5 separate regions of the Mus musculus genome follow, and all the other regions are linked to region 2. A link is a contact called in public ChIA-PET, HiChIP or PLAC-seq, Micro-C and promoter capture Hi-C data. All regions are on one chromosome and are shown on one strand. The core of a region is the stretch at or near the end of the contact, and the rest is flanking DNA. Distances in the headings are between cores, read along the strand shown. Region 1 holds the start of Vwa5b2 (von Willebrand factor A domain containing 5B2). Region 2 holds the start of Map6d1 (MAP6 domain containing 1). Region 3 holds the start of Ap2m1 (adaptor-related protein complex 2, mu 1 subunit). Region 4 holds the start of Dvl3 (dishevelled segment polarity protein 3). Region 5 holds the start of B3gnt5 (UDP-GlcNAc:betaGal beta-1,3-N-acetylglucosaminyltransferase 5).

Region 1 (2,711 bases), core at 72-2,571, 350 kb after region 2:
TCATGTAGGCAAAGCACACGTGTACCTGTGAGAGTCAATACTCTCTTTCCACCACGTGGATCCCAGGAATTAAACTCTGGTTATCAGGTTTGTCAGCAAAGTGCTTTTTACCCTTACCCACTGAGCCATCCCTAATTGTGTGTGTGTATGTGTGTGTGTGTGTGTGTGTGTGTGTTTGTATTTGTTTGTTTTGCTTTTTTCCAACTCTGTGTAGTTCTCCTGCACCACCACTGCATGGCTCCAAATAGTAATTTTAACAAATGGTGTGAGTTATTGGGTGTCTATATGTAAAACAAACAAAAACTCTCTTACCTCAATCTCACAGTTCTGACTGCTCCCACCTACAGCACTCCTTAACTTCTTTTTGCAGAATTGGAATAGGGCATCTTTAGGAGTGCTTGTAAGGGTGACCCCAAATATACTTACCTTCGCTCACTTCCCGGGGTTCCCAGACTCTTCCCTCAAGATCCTAGAGGAGATTTTACAGATCTTCCTAATGTTTTGCAGTGAGAAACACGCGAAAATCCTGCCAATTTCAAGGAGCCTGTTTTTCTGAGCAAGAATGCCCCCACCTTAGGTGCTAGGCTGACGAATGGGAGGCGGGGACCACTGCTGTGACAGGAGCAGCCCCGCACCCTTGGGAAAGCTAGAAGGCTTTACTCTGGAGGCCCTCGTGCAAGGAAGCCGTCCTGCGCATCCTCCCCACTCCCAGAAAAGGAAGGGTATAACAACACTGCAGTGAAGGAGCCCAGGGTGCTTCCGGGTGGGAACGCCGCTGCAGTGATGGGGAGACTGGATTGAGGGCAACCGCTTTGGTGAGCACACAAACGAAGGCACATGCCGCGAAAGGGGAGGTTTCTGCAATAACCTATTTGCTTCTTGTGGGGGGCGAGGCCTAAATGGTTTCCGATGCGGTGATGAGGGAGGGTCACTGCAGTGAGCGGGAGTCCACCCAGGGCGGGGTGGTGGTGGGTGGGCCACTGCAGTGTTGGGAAGAGGGGGGGATGTGTTTGCAGACTCGGCCGCCCTGTTTTGCTCACGAAACTCCTTACCTCCAGAAGGATGGAGAGGGGGCGCTCAGCTTCACTGTGCCGTTGGTGGGGGTCGTGCAGTGGCTGGGGTACTGGCTCTCTGCACTGCGGTCTCTTGCCTGGCTCTGCCGGCCTGAGCTGACGCGCGGAGGCGGTGCGGTGCCCGAAGGAACTGAGCCGCAGCCCCCTCCGCAGTGGCGGGCGGGGCAGAGGCGGGCTGGAGGGGCGGCCTCTTGGAACCCGGGCGGGACTACCAGCCAGCAGCCCGGCTGGCGCCCCTCTCCCGACTCACAGGATCTCAGTGGTAGTTCCGAGGTGGATCGCGCAGGTGCAGGAACAAGGGGCAGTCTGGACATCAGAGGAAGCATCACCCACTCTTGTCTGGTCGCGACGCCCCACAACTCCACCAAGAAGTGACGGTGAGGCTTGGGCTGCCCAAAGGGAGGGGGCGATCCCAAGACCCACCCTGTAGCATCCCCTGTGGCTACCTAGTCTCAGGCCAGCCTGGGCGGGGAGAGCCGCTCTAGATCAGATGACATGGACTCCCGCTGCCGCGACACCTCTGCACATCTGACTTCCCGAGACGCATTTTCCCGTCCCTTTCTAGTTCTTCCTACTGCAACCTTTCAAGACGGTCTACAGCCTCTCTCAGTACTCCAGTCACGAAAGGCAAGGAGAGATAAAGACTGCAGCCTTTTCAGCTCCCGACCTCACCCTGTCCCTGGGGACCCTTGTGAGCTAGGGGCGCCTAGGGCAATGCTGGCCCTTTAAACCTTTGCTTTCCACCCAGAGTATCTTCCATCTCTCCAGAAGCACCACTTCCGACAGCTGGCAACCGTGGAGAGCCAGGAGGCAGGGGGCAGGTACGGGGGCGGTGGTGAGGCCCCGAGAAGGTGCAGGAACAGCTGTGGGCACCACCCCCCAAGCCCCCGGCTCGCAACCCGCAGCGGGACTGGAGGACGCCTGGACTGGAGGGTTAACCATTAACCCTCCATTCCCCCATTGCGGAGAGCTGTTCCCTGCTCCTGCTACCCAGGTAACGGGCGAGGATGCCCATCTTTCCATCCTTGCACACACACACACCCCTCTTGTTATCTGCCCCGCCACCTGTCTGCTTGGACGCTGCGGCTTGGGGGTGGGGGTGGGGGTGGGGGGGTCTCCCGACTCAGCCTTGCTCCCTCTGCAAGCTTTCATCCCCAGGTCCCCAGGTACCCGATAGGGTCAGGTGGCATAGCTAGTTTTCATGACGCTGGAGCGAGGTGCCCCTCATCCAGCCCCTGTTCACGCAGGGTGGGCACCATGCCTGGCCTGTACTGCCCCACCAGCTGGACGCCGCTGCCGCTCACCGACTCCTGCGTCCGGGCCTATGCCAAGGGACCCTGCCTCAGCCTGCGTGCCCGGCTTACCTACCACAACCCACAGCCCCAGCCGGTGGAAGGTGAGACCTGGTGCGGGCGCGGGGAGGTAGCAAATGCCAGGTGGGGTTCGAGAGCAGGTCTGCCTGTTCCTGCTCGCAGGCGTGTTCGTGTACCCTCTGGCTGAGGCGGAGGTGGTATCTGGCTTCGAGGCCGAGGCGGCCGGACGGCGCGTCTCCTTCCAGTTGCATAGCCGGCGCCGATCACAGGCCGCCTGCTGTCGCGCTCTGGGCCCGGGACTAGGGACCTCTACACCCCGCCGCTG
Region 2 (2,700 bases), core at 153-2,652:
ACCTGTAATAAATATGGAGTGGTGTTTTAAATAGTCCCAAACAAGGCATCACAGATGAGACCAAAAAAAAAAGGGGGGGTGGGGGGCTTATGCCTGTGGCTATATGCCTAACAAAGGGCTAACATACATTACAGTTATTAACATTCAGAACATCTATCTATGGTCAAACATTACATTAAGTTAAAAAAAAAAAAAGTAATGGAGTTATAATGTGTGAGCCTGACAATCCGAGAGATGGATCCCTGGAATCCATGGCAGAAGGGGAAGAGGAGTGACTTTCTAAAGTTGTCTTCTGATCTGCTCGCCCCTCCTCTCGCCCCCCTCTCCACACTAATATATATTAAATATTTTAAAACATCGCAACAGCAAGAATAAGATCGTGGAGGAAACTGAATGTGTATGCATTCATTGTATACTAAGAATTAGGAAGATCCATCTGTTTGGGAGGGGAGGCGTGAGGGTGTTAAGGCAGAATTTGTTATTTTTATTTCTAATTCCCCCATTATGAGCATTCATTACTCTTCTATGTAGAAAGAAGAGGCAAGAAGTCCTCAGTTGTCCAAAGCTGTTAAGGGTGCAAAGGACCTTCCTTCTGTGGGATCTTGAACAGCGCAGGCACTGGCCCTGGGCACGGCGTGGGGCGTGGGATGAGGGGCTGTGCACCGCCCTCTTTGCTCACCCCACAGAAGTTAAAAAAGAACAATCTGAGACCGAAGGAGGAGGAATCAAATCGAGGGAGGGGTGCTCTCTTACGAGGTGCGCTCATCCTGGATCCCAGGGTAGGGAGCAATTGGGAACACAAGGCGATGCCTGCAGTGTCAGGAGACCAAAGATGACCCCGAAGCTCCCCTGTCACTCTCCAGATCCTGTGGTATTCAGCCTTCGTGCTCTCCCCGCCCCCACCCCGTTTCGGGGCTCCGTTTCCTCCCACCGCAGGTCCAGATTCGAAGCATTCCTCTGCCGCAGCCAGCTACCCACCTATAAGACGTGGTCGCTACTACAGCTGCGTCCGCGTCCCCGACCGGCAGCACGTAGACCGTCCGGGTGGGGGGCGCCGAGGACTGGCCTCTGCGGCCGCCCGGCCCCGATGGGCGCTCTTGAGCCGCATCCCGGGACCCGGCGCGCGCGGTTCGCACACCGAAATCGCGCTGGTACTGGGTGAGCGGCACAGCGCGGCTGGACTCCCGCGCGCCTGCGACCGACGGGTTCCCGCGCGAGACGCTGCAGTCTGCGCCCGACTCCTCGCTCCCGGGGTCCGAGTAACCATGCAGAGTCAGCGGCACCGCTACGTCCGAGCGGTCCAGCTGGTTCCATCGCCGGGCCAGGCAGCACAGCCGGCTGATGCAGGGCCACGCCATGCCGCTCGGCCGCGCGCCTGCGCCGCGCGCGCGCACTACCCCACTGCCCCCGCGCAACCCTGAGCCCCGCAAGGACGGCCTGCGGGCAGTCCTAAACCCAGAGTTCCCCCAATGTGAGCTCAGAAATCAGACCTGGGCTTCATCGAGAGCGAGGTCGGAAGGAGGCATTTCCTCACCGTCACTAAGCCTGCTACTTTTTTTTTTTTTTTTTTTAAGGAACAATCAATCCATCAAGAAGGCTCTGGCGGCAGGACCAGAGAACTCTGTTGGCATTTGTGGACACGGGTGGCTGCAAAATAGATTTAAACTGTGCCTAGCGGACTCAGCGACCACCCAGAGTGGAAAGGGTGGAGGCAACCAGGAAGGTGATGCAAGTGAGAACTTAGGGCCATGTCAGCTCGTGAATCTCCATTTGCTGTTTACTGTGCTGTTATAAATGGGTAACAACTAACCCGGTTTTCCTTAAGAACTGTCATAAGCTCCCAATCGTCCTTTCCCTGGGTTGTAATTACAACCCCCAAACTGGTTTCCTTTCCCTGATGTGCATGTATGCTCGTTCCATTGCAGGGCTATAATCCAGCCTGAATGAAGGTCAGTTAAATACAGAAAACATCCAGCTGCCCTCCAAGGGCTTCCCAAGTGTATCCTGCATGCACTCAGACCTGCAACCATGGAAGTGGTGGTAGTTACAACTTCTGGCTGAACCTGAGAAGCATCCAGTCTGCACCTAGGAGGACTGCCCAGTCTGGGCCCATTGGTCAGCTCATCTTCCTCAACTTCATTAGCTGCAAGTTGTACTGGAGTGACATACCATTGCTGGTTAACACCCCAGGTCTGGCTATGACCCCATACTGACAGTTAAGTCTGGAGTTGGGAAAACCTTTACTGAAGGTGCATTCATGGGTATGGTAGTTAGAATATGTTTGGCCCAGGGAGTGCCACTATTAAGAGGTGTAACTTTGTTGGAATAGGTGTGGCCTTGTTGGAGGAAGTGTGTCACTGTTCAGGGTGGACAATGAGACCCTCCTCCTAACCATGTGGGAGCCAATCTTCTCCTAGTGGCCTTTAGATGAAGATGTAGAACTCTCAGCTCTGCCTGCACCATGCCTGCCTGGGCACTGCCACGCCCCCACCTTGATGATAATGGACTGAACCTGTAAGCCATCCCTAATGAAATGTCCTTATAAGAGTTGCCTCGGTCATGGTGTCTGTTCACAGCAGTAAAACCCTAACTAAGATTATGTGGACCCCACCACCACCACCACCACTCACACACACACACAAAGTCTTCTCTCAGCCAGAGCCAACTGACTTTGTGAAGTGGAGCTGAGCTTTGGGTTAG
Region 3 (2,700 bases), core at 87-2,586, 290 kb after region 2:
TTTGGGTTTTCGCTACTTAGAAGGAGATTGCTAGGAATAGTAGGGTTAGCAACCAGATTTAAGCACCCACCCACTTCCTTTCTGCCATAGAAGTCTCTGGCCTGTTTAGGCAGCAGGATGTCTCTGTCTCCTGAGAGAAAAACCAAATTTTCCTGATTTGGCAATAATCAGACAGCTGTTTGTGTCCAGGTTGGCTCTTCCTCATTCTCTCAGTTTGGATATCATAGGAAATCTTTTCTCTCCTTTTTTGTTTTTATGAGACAGGGTTTCTCTTTGTAGCCCTGGCTGTCCTGGAACTTGATCTGTAGACCAGGCTGACCTTGAACTCAGAGTGCTGCCTGCCTCTACCCCCCCCCCCCCCCCCGCCCCAGTGCTGAGATTAAAAGCATGTGCCACCACTGCACAGTTGAGAAATGGGATTTTTTTTTTTTTCGAGACAGGGTTTTTCTGTAGCCCTGGCTGTCCTGGAACTCACTTTGTAGACCAGGCTGGCCTCGAAGTCAGAAATTCTCCTGCCTCTGCCTCCCAAGTGCTGGGATTAAAGGAGAAATGGGATTTTAAAATCCCATGCCCAACTAAACTGGAGTAGAGGGCAAAAGGGGTCTCTTATGTAGCCTGGGCTGTCTTGAAACTCTCTATTTAGACCAGGATGGCCTCAAACTCACAGAGATGCTCTTGCCTCTGCCTCCAGAACTCTGGAATTAACGGCATACGTCACCATCACACCACAGTCACAGATTTAGCTGAGGAAAACATTAACGTTTAGCTGTCTTCCTTCCCAGCTTTTCTGTTTGGATAATTATCCCTGAGAAAGGGATCAGTCCAATCCTAGAATATATATAAAATACATACAAATAAATTTTATATATATATATAAAAACACACACACACACGTTTGGGAGAATCAAACGTGGTGTTTAAAAAAAAAAAAAAACAGTAAATTCAGCAGTAACAAGCTTATGCCAAGTTGTGTTTGTAAAGTAGCCAGTCTTCGAAATCTGGAGACAATAAAAGACTATAGTAATTCAAAATTTACAATTGGTTTCGACAAATAGCTTTGGTCTCTTAAAGCTACCCCACTTAACTAGGAACAGGAAGGGTCGCAGAGACTACACTTCCCGTGATTCTCAGTGAAGCAAACAATGGTTGGAGTGTATCACGACACGTGTTGCTTGCAAGGCGCACTAAAGCTGACGTCTTCTCTGTCTTGAAGGCTGTCGGTAGTTGTAGTTTTGTTGAGCCTAGGGCGCTCAGATGTGTCAGCTTGAAAGCTGCGGGGACTGACGGGACTTGTAGTCGCCGCTGGAGGCGAGCGCGCAGGCGCAGCTGCGATCGGGGCGGGGTGGGGCGGGAGCACTGCAGTGAAAGCCGAGGCAGCAGACAGGCGAGCTGGGGGCGGGCGGACATCTTGGGATCCGAGAGTGGCCAGGCCGGCCTTGTGGGGGCTGCTGACTCCAGGTGAGCTGGGAGGCTTGACTTAGAGGTCCTTATCAGGCGACGAGGGTGCTGTGGTAGCCTGCCTTGCCCTGCACGGTGCTGGGTGGAAAACTGCCCGCACCGGGGAGTGGCCTCAGCCTTCAGACCCGGGAGGGAGTAGACAACCGGGCGGGGGTGCCTTGGGCGCGATTGCAGCAAGGGCGGGGAGCAACGCCTTCCAGTGACCCGCCAGGCGTCTCCGGGAAGAGACTAGGGCTGGAATCCTAGAGCGGGAGACGCCGCGCGGCGCCCCATCCCTAGAATCCTGACAACCGCTCAACCCCGGGGTTTCCTATTTCCCCATCCCCCAGGACATTGACATCCCCTGGTGCCACTCCCTTGGACAGTGACAGGTCTCTCTCGAACACTGAGAGATTCCATCCTCCTGGTTTACCCCCACGGCTCTTGTACCTCAGACCTGTGACAGCCCCCGCATCCCGTGGTGACATCTCCCGGGCCTAGATGTCTTCTCCTCCCTCAGCTGAGAAAAACTCCACCAGCCCCCTATGCTTCACTAACAGAAGAGTAGGCCCTGTCTCTCAGCTTTCTCTTTTTCTTGTCTATCTCTTTTCGCTGTTTTTCGCTCCTCCCAAGCTCCTATGACCTTTGCCATAGGAGACCTTTAGGGACTCCCACAGCTGTATTTGGTGCTTTGGGGTCATCCTGGTCTTTTGCTAGCAATTCCAGCTAACCCTTTCCTTAACTAAATATTGCATTTTCGTCCAGGACACACACACACCGCCCCCCCCCCCGAGGTCACACACACCATCCCCCACCCGAGGTTGATACCTGTGGACTTGGTCCTTTGCTCAGCGCTCAACCTCCATTTTGCATTTTCTTTCTCACCTTCTTTGGACTTGTCACTGGGCTTCAAGGGTTAACTTTTCAGTTTCAAAAAGTCTGTTAAACTAACCTCAGTGAAATTAATATCTGGACTAATCCAGAAATCTAGAACCAGATTAACCCCGTTACTCAAATATTCTACCTTAATTTTGACCAAAATAATTTGGGCAGTCGAGGCATTCTGTTATCCCTGCCCATTGCTTGGTAAACACCAGGCCAGAAGTGACTGACTTGGCAGATTTGGAGACACAATTTAGATGGCAGGATTAATGCTACTACATACAGACCTAATTTTTGTCACACTTAGAAATTTTGAAAAGACAGTAACCAGAAATAACTGTAAAAGGGGCTCAGCATTGAAGAGTTCTTACTGCTTTTCCA
Region 4 (2,812 bases), core at 271-2,770, 280 kb after region 2:
GTTTAGTGTCTGGCATCTCAGCAGGTGGATCACAGCTTCCCGAAACTTTTTTTTTTAAGATATATATTGTCACTGTCTTCAGACATCACTGTCTTCAGACATACCAGAAGAGGGCATTAGATCCCATTACAGATGGTTGTTAGCCACCATGTGGTTGCTGGGAATTGAACTCAGGACCTCTGGAAGAGGTCTTAACCACTTAGTTCTCTCTCCAGCTCCTGTGACTCTAATTCCAAGAGACTGACACCCTCTCCTGGTCATCTCAGATACCTATAATCTGTGCAGGGGGTAAAAACAAACCTTGAAAAGTTTTAATGCATTTTATTTATGCACAGACATTATTTGGAGAAAAAGATTAAATGAAGGATATAAACTGAAAACATGTAACTGCTACTGAATGCTTTCTGCTTATAATAAAAAAATTGGTTATGATGTAATGAGAAAAAGTCTAGAGAGGTATATAGATGTCAGATTATTAAGGGCCTTGTGTGTCATGTTGAGGGTATATGAAAGTCATATTGGGTAATGTGAAGAGGTTTCTGGGCAGAAGAGGTGACTGAAATGCAGGCATGTAATCAGAGAGAGAACTCAGAAGCTTGAGGCAGGAGAATTGTCAGGAGTTTCAAAGCCACACCTGACATACATTGTTACAGCTGAGAAGCTGAACCACCAACTGACTATAGGTAGTTTTGACATCTACTGTCCCAATCATACAGGGTTTCTCTGTTTAGCCCTGGCTGTTCTGGAACTTGCTCTGTAGACTGGCTGGCCTCCAACTCAGAGATTTGCCTACCTATCCAGTGTTTGGACTAAAGTAATGTTCCACCACACCTGGCTGCTTGCATTCTTTCTTAACTCAAATTTTTTCTTTTCTCTTTCTTTTGTCCTTTTTTTCCTCTTCTTTTCCTTTCTTTCTTTCTTTCTTTTTCTTCTCTGTATTTCTCCCTCTCTCTAAGAGAGGAGTTCCCTCCATAGTCCTGCTGTCCTGAAGCTCTCTGTAGGCCAGGCTGGCTTAAACTCACTGAAAGACACCTGCCTCTCTCTCCTGAGTGCTGGAATTAAAGGTAAGCGCTACCACACCCACTCAGTCCATTTCTCAAACTACTTGTTCATAGAGACGCTGAGATTATAGGGATAAAAACTTGAACTTGCTCAGCCCTCAAGGAACTCAGTACGGTCCGGTGGCAGCAACTGTGCTGTCAGCAGAATCCAAAAATCCGAGTTGAAGCCACCCGGCATCCAGGGATCCAGTTAGGTCTTCAAATCCATTCTCTTCTGCAGTCGGTGACACTTCTCTTCCATCCCTCCCCTCCTGCCCGGGACCCTGCACACGGTTCCGCCAGTCCCACCGGGCTGAGACTTCCAGGTCCAGCTGCCTGAACCCGGAGCACAGGGGACCCAGCGCCGCCCTGTGGGTGGGCGGGCAGTCGGCCGCAAGCAGCCAGCGCGGCTCGGAGGCGGGGCGGGGCCGCACTGGGCTCGGCCCAGAGCCGGGAGGGCCCAGGCCACCGGAAGAGTCGCGATCGCCAGCGGAGCGCCGGGAGTGGGGAGCGGAAGCGGTGGCGGGCGGCGCTGGGACCCGGGAGCGGCCGGAGAACAAGGGAGCTGGCGGCCCGGCCGGCGGCTGAGTGGGGCTGAGCAGCGGGCCGCGCCGAGCGCCGAGCTCTGCCGGAGAGGCCCGGCCCCGCTGCCCAAGCAGGCCGCGCGCCGCGGGGCCGAGGCCGGAGCCATGGGCGAGACCAAGATCATCTACCACCTGGACGGCCAGGAGACGCCGTACCTGGTGAAGCTGCCCCTGCCCGCCGAGCGCGTCACCTTGGCGGACTTTAAGGGCGTTCTGCAGCGGCCCAGCTATAAGTTCTTCTTCAAGTCTATGGACGACGATTTTGGGTGAGGATGGCCCCCGCCCCGCCTCCCGGGAGCCCGGGTCGCTCCGCTGCTAGGGGCCAACACAGCCAGTTCCGACTCCCCTGACTGCACTGGTTTCTAGCCCCGCTTCCAGCAAGGGAGCGACTCGGTGACTTGGGACACACTTGACTTTGAGGGACTCCCAGTCACCTCTTGGAGGCCTTGCCCCCCTGGTCCAGCGAGACGTCCCTCCCTAAGCAATCGGTTCCTACCATTCAAGCCCCCTCACCTCCCCACGGTCCAGCGGCCCCCCCCAGAGACATACATCCTTTCCACTCCAGTCCAAAGCCAGAATTCTCAGTCCTTCCAGGTGCCACCATTTAAGCATAAAGTTGGAGTATATTGACACCCGGCCTGCCTTCCCGGTCTTCTGAGCTCTGCAACTCAGAGCCTTATTTGGAGTGTGCTGTATCTAGGGCTGTAGCTGGTGGGACTTTGAACTGGAGAAGGAGGCGTTGGGGGCTGTTCTACCAGGCTGGATGATGGACCTGATGTTTGTCAAGCAGATTCCCCTCTCCCCTGGGCCGATGGGGTGTTGCCTGACTCAGAGGAGTTCTCACTAGCCAGGTGCTGGGGCCTTTTCTTTCCTGATGGTAGTCCCAGCAGAGATGTTGCATAGGGCTTCAGAGCCTGGATGGGAAGACTAGGAAGGGCCTATTGATGTTCTCTCTTGTCTTCCCCTCCCTACCCTGCTGCAGGGCTTTTGATGGGCAGTTTGGAAGCTGGGACTGCCCCTTTAAGAGAGGTTGGAATGTTGGAGCCTGAGGGTTTTGTAGCAGCTGGCCTGAGAGGGGGGTGGAGGGGGAAGACACACACACACACACACACACACACACACACACACACCCCTCTCCAAGGGGCTGAGGCTTGCCTACATTAACTGGACGGTCGGCCTAGAGGCTAT
Region 5 (2,702 bases), core at 195-2,694, 480 kb before region 2:
GGAATCCTTCTAGATGAATGGGAGGACCTCCTTTGCCTGTCCCCTGGTGTGTGTGTCTGTGTCTGTGTCTGTGTGTGCGTGTGTGTGTGTGTGTGTGTGTGTGTGTGTGTGTGTGTAACATCATACATCATGGGCCTGTCATACATACATATATCTGTCTGGGCCCAGAGAGGTCATTCTGGGCCTCTTTGCCCTTCCTCATCTCTTAGCCTCAGGTTCTTTAACCATTACCCCTCCCACCCCAACTCTACAGCTCACTAATTTTTCTACTCTGGATTTTTAGTAGTAGTAGTAGTAGTAGTAGTAGTAGTAGTAGTAGTAGTAGCAGCAGCAGCAGCAGCAGCAGTATTATATGTATCCCTAGGCTAACCTGATACTCACTATGTGATCAAGGCTGCCTTTGAACTCATGAAAATCATTCTGAGTGCTGAGATTACAGGCATATGATACCATATGGGTTTACTTTTAAAATCATTAGTCCACATGTCTATTTGTATAGAGGTTGGAAAGGGGTGTGTGTGTGTGTGTGTGTGTGTGTGTGTGTATATTTTCTCATCAGTTCATATTTCCCATGTGCCTACCTATATAAACTGACACATGTAACTAGTTCCAAATGACCGAAAAGGAACAAAGTCCCACTTGAATATATGTATGTGAATACAAAATACACATGTGTTTTAGGGAGGACCATATAAAGGATTAGTCAGGATTTAAGAAGATAATTGGGGGGTGATTAACCCTGTAGGAACAATGAATGCTCCTCTTTATAGATCACTGTCAGACTCCATTAGGAGTCCCATTACATTAGTATTTCTGCTTGTGGTCTTCTGGACAGGTGAGTTAACAGCGAACCATGCCTTGTGTGAGTAACACATGAAAAGAATTTCAGGATTGGAAATACGCTGAAGGGCTTTTAAAATGCAGTTGCAAAATCTCCTAAAACTAGAGTTTGAAATAACAAGTGTGTTTTAAACTGATTCAGCAACTACTTTGAACTTACTGACTTTTACAATTACAAACCCATATTTGGACTTGACATTTTTGGATTTTTTTTCTTGTCCTGTTTTCAGTATGTATAACTACAAAACTGCTCAAAATAGGAGCTCTATTGAATGCTTCTATAAGGAAAAGTCTAGAACAGCATTTTTTTAAGCAAGCAATTAGCTACAAAAAAAAAAAAAAAAAAAGATTTATTTACTTGCTCCTTCAGCTGATGTCTACACTATCCTGATAATGTCTGGTTACAGGCCGAACAAGAACTTTCCTTTGGGCTCAGGTGCACATTTGGTCTTCTGAATCTATAGTTTAGTTATTAGCAAACAAGTGAGGCAATCGCTTCCTGGAGTCCTCACAGATAGCACTTTAGGGCGGGGCACGTCACCTTCACAGACCGGGGTAGGGGAGGGGCGGGGCTGAGCATTCCCGAGGAAGCCTGGAGTGGAGTGACCAAATAAGCAGCTGGAGGCTCCTGCGGCTGCGCCCCAGCCTGAGTGAGCCAAGACCCTTAATCAGGCCCGCCCCTCTCAGCCGGCTCTAGCCGGCTCCAGCGGGGTCTCTCTTGGAGCCCTGCCCTAGCTTCCTCGCTTACAACCGAAATTTAGTTTGCAACTTTTGTTCTTGAGACTTTTCCCCCAGGGCTTCTAGGAGGACAGCGGACCTCTGGGACATTTAAGGACTTGGGTTCCTCGGTGAGTTTTACAATGCTTGAAATTCCCTGGGTTGGAATGTAAATCAATGGGGAGGCTGAACACAGGGGAAGGGTCTGCTTTTAAAACGAACTGTTGCTGTGCAGTCATAAGGCGTGCAGTCTTCGCTTCAAATAAATGTGCGTTTCCTTTCTTTGTTACTTAGGCTCCCAGGAGCTCAAGTCCTAAGTGTCCTGACAGAAGACCGGCGGGCTCTTAGGGTTTGCTAGGAAACTACGAGACGATGGGAGAACCGCTGTCCACTCAAAACCTTCAGCTCGGAAATGACTAACTGAAACGTGGTTTGGATGAATGGGTCTCCAGTCTTAACCAACGCCGCTCCTGGATGAAAGGTCAGTCACTGCCCACCCAAAGTGCCCGCTGCATCCTACTGTGAGCCAAGGTCCCTCTGTCGGGGAGCGTGGCTTCGCAGTCTGCTTTAGACCGGGCACTCTCGAAGCCCCTGCAGAGTCTAAGTCTCTGGCTGGGCTAGCTTTGTGCCGGCTCTGAGGTTCTCCCCGAGGCTGCTAGCTGAGAGTCCCGGGACCCGCCCCACCTCTAGCTTCCCCTCCTCTAGCCCGGACCCGACCGGGAGGCGGGAAGGGGTGCAGAGGGTAGTCCACACGGGCGGCCCGGGGGCATCAGGGTGGAATGGTCAGGAAGACAGACGGCTCTTCGTTGCGAGCCGGGGCTTCCCGGTCCGGAGGTGCAGCGAAGAAGGGAGAGTTCCCTCGGCGAGCGCCTTTGTTCACTGCGGCCTGGTGGGCGCGAGCGCTGGGCGGCGACCACCCTAGGCCTAGCTGCCGCTTTTGTGCCGCAGGTACGATCCGACCCGCGGGGTCCAGAGCACCGGATTTACCCGGAATGCCAATGGGGAGAGGTGGCTGTGGTGTCGCGAAGCCAGGTCCAGCCTTGGCGCATCTTCAGTCTGGGTCCTGAGATTTATCAATGCTGGATTGAATTCGGGCTGACCGCCTAGGGTAGCTTGCACGTGAGGGAGCTGACCGGCTCTTTGGA

The links. Hi-C and Micro-C count contacts between places; a contact is called where the count stands out from the background. ChIA-PET counts read pairs in DNA pulled down with a chosen protein or histone mark. HiChIP or PLAC-seq counts read pairs in DNA pulled down with a chosen protein or histone mark. Capture Hi-C pulls out chosen DNA fragments and counts their contacts.
Region 1: a FOXA1 HiChIP or PLAC-seq map of pancreatic cancer cells shows a contact between it and region 2. The contact joins the promoter of Vwa5b2 here to the promoter of Map6d1 in region 2. A contact is called at or near these places in 2 of 39 promoter capture datasets (the C10 cell line and cranial neural crest), 1 of 484 Hi-C or Micro-C datasets (bone marrow-derived macrophages), 1 of 115 datasets of contacts at active chromatin or transcription factors (pancreatic cancer cells) and 1 of 9 other capture datasets (embryonic stem cells).
Region 3: a contact with region 2 is called in an RNA polymerase II ChIA-PET map of memory CD8 T cells, with 15 read pairs. The contact joins the promoter of Ap2m1 here to the promoter of Map6d1 in region 2. A contact is called at or near these places in 2 of 115 datasets of contacts at active chromatin or transcription factors (embryonic stem cells and memory CD8 T cells) and 1 of 9 other capture datasets (pancreatic islet).
Region 4: a contact with region 2 is called in a Micro-C map of embryonic stem cells, with 3 times the contacts expected there. The contact joins the promoter of Dvl3 here to the promoter of Map6d1 in region 2. A contact is called at or near these places in 1 of 39 promoter capture datasets (neural stem cells), 2 of 484 Hi-C or Micro-C datasets (both in embryonic stem cells), 3 of 115 datasets of contacts at active chromatin or transcription factors (embryonic stem cells and epiblast stem cells) and 1 of 9 other capture datasets (adipose tissue).
Region 5: a promoter capture Hi-C map of adipose tissue shows a contact between it and region 2. The contact joins the promoter of B3gnt5 here to the promoter of Map6d1 in region 2. A contact is called at or near these places in 5 of 39 promoter capture datasets (3T3-L1-derived adipocytes, hematopoietic stem and progenitor cells, liver and 2 more), 2 of 115 datasets of contacts at active chromatin or transcription factors (both in embryonic stem cells) and 2 of 9 other capture datasets (adipose tissue and liver).

What each region holds. Positions count from the first base shown.
Region 1 is chr16:20,588,832-20,591,542 of GRCm38.p6, forward strand. It overlaps Vwa5b2 (von Willebrand factor A domain containing 5B2), which reads left to right and starts at 1,322. Exons shown (of 20, transcript NM_001384105.1): 1 at 1,322-2,067; 2 at 2,321-2,469; 3 at 2,549-2,711. The coding sequence starts at 2,331. It overlaps Gm35685 (predicted gene, 35685), which reads right to left and starts at 1,771. Exons shown (of 3, transcript NR_168482.1): 1 at 1,053-1,771; 2 at 427-469.
Region 2 is chr16:20,239,956-20,242,655 of GRCm38.p6, forward strand. Map6d1 (MAP6 domain containing 1) reads right to left here and starts at 1,403. Exons shown (of 3, transcript NM_198599.2): 1 at 979-1,403. The coding sequence starts at 1,358. It overlaps Gm49566 (a long non-coding RNA gene), which reads left to right and starts at 1,503. Exons shown (of 3, transcript XR_003951848.1): 1 at 1,503-1,798; 2 at 1,926-2,190.
Region 3 is chr16:20,534,144-20,536,843 of GRCm38.p6, forward strand. Ap2m1 (adaptor-related protein complex 2, mu 1 subunit) reads left to right here and starts at 1,337. Exons shown (of 12, transcript NM_009679.3): 1 at 1,337-1,458.
Region 4 is chr16:20,515,466-20,518,277 of GRCm38.p6, forward strand. It overlaps Dvl3 (dishevelled segment polarity protein 3), which reads left to right and starts at 1,521. Exons shown (of 15, transcript NM_007889.3): 1 at 1,521-1,890. The coding sequence starts at 1,730. It overlaps Gm16618 (predicted gene, 16618), which reads right to left and starts at 2,315. Exons shown (of 3, transcript NR_167658.1): 1 at 2,174-2,315.
Region 5 is chr16:19,758,790-19,761,491 of GRCm38.p6, forward strand. B3gnt5 (UDP-GlcNAc:betaGal beta-1,3-N-acetylglucosaminyltransferase 5) reads left to right here and starts at 1,445. Exons shown (of 4, transcript NM_054052.3): 1 at 1,445-1,688; 2 at 1,852-2,038.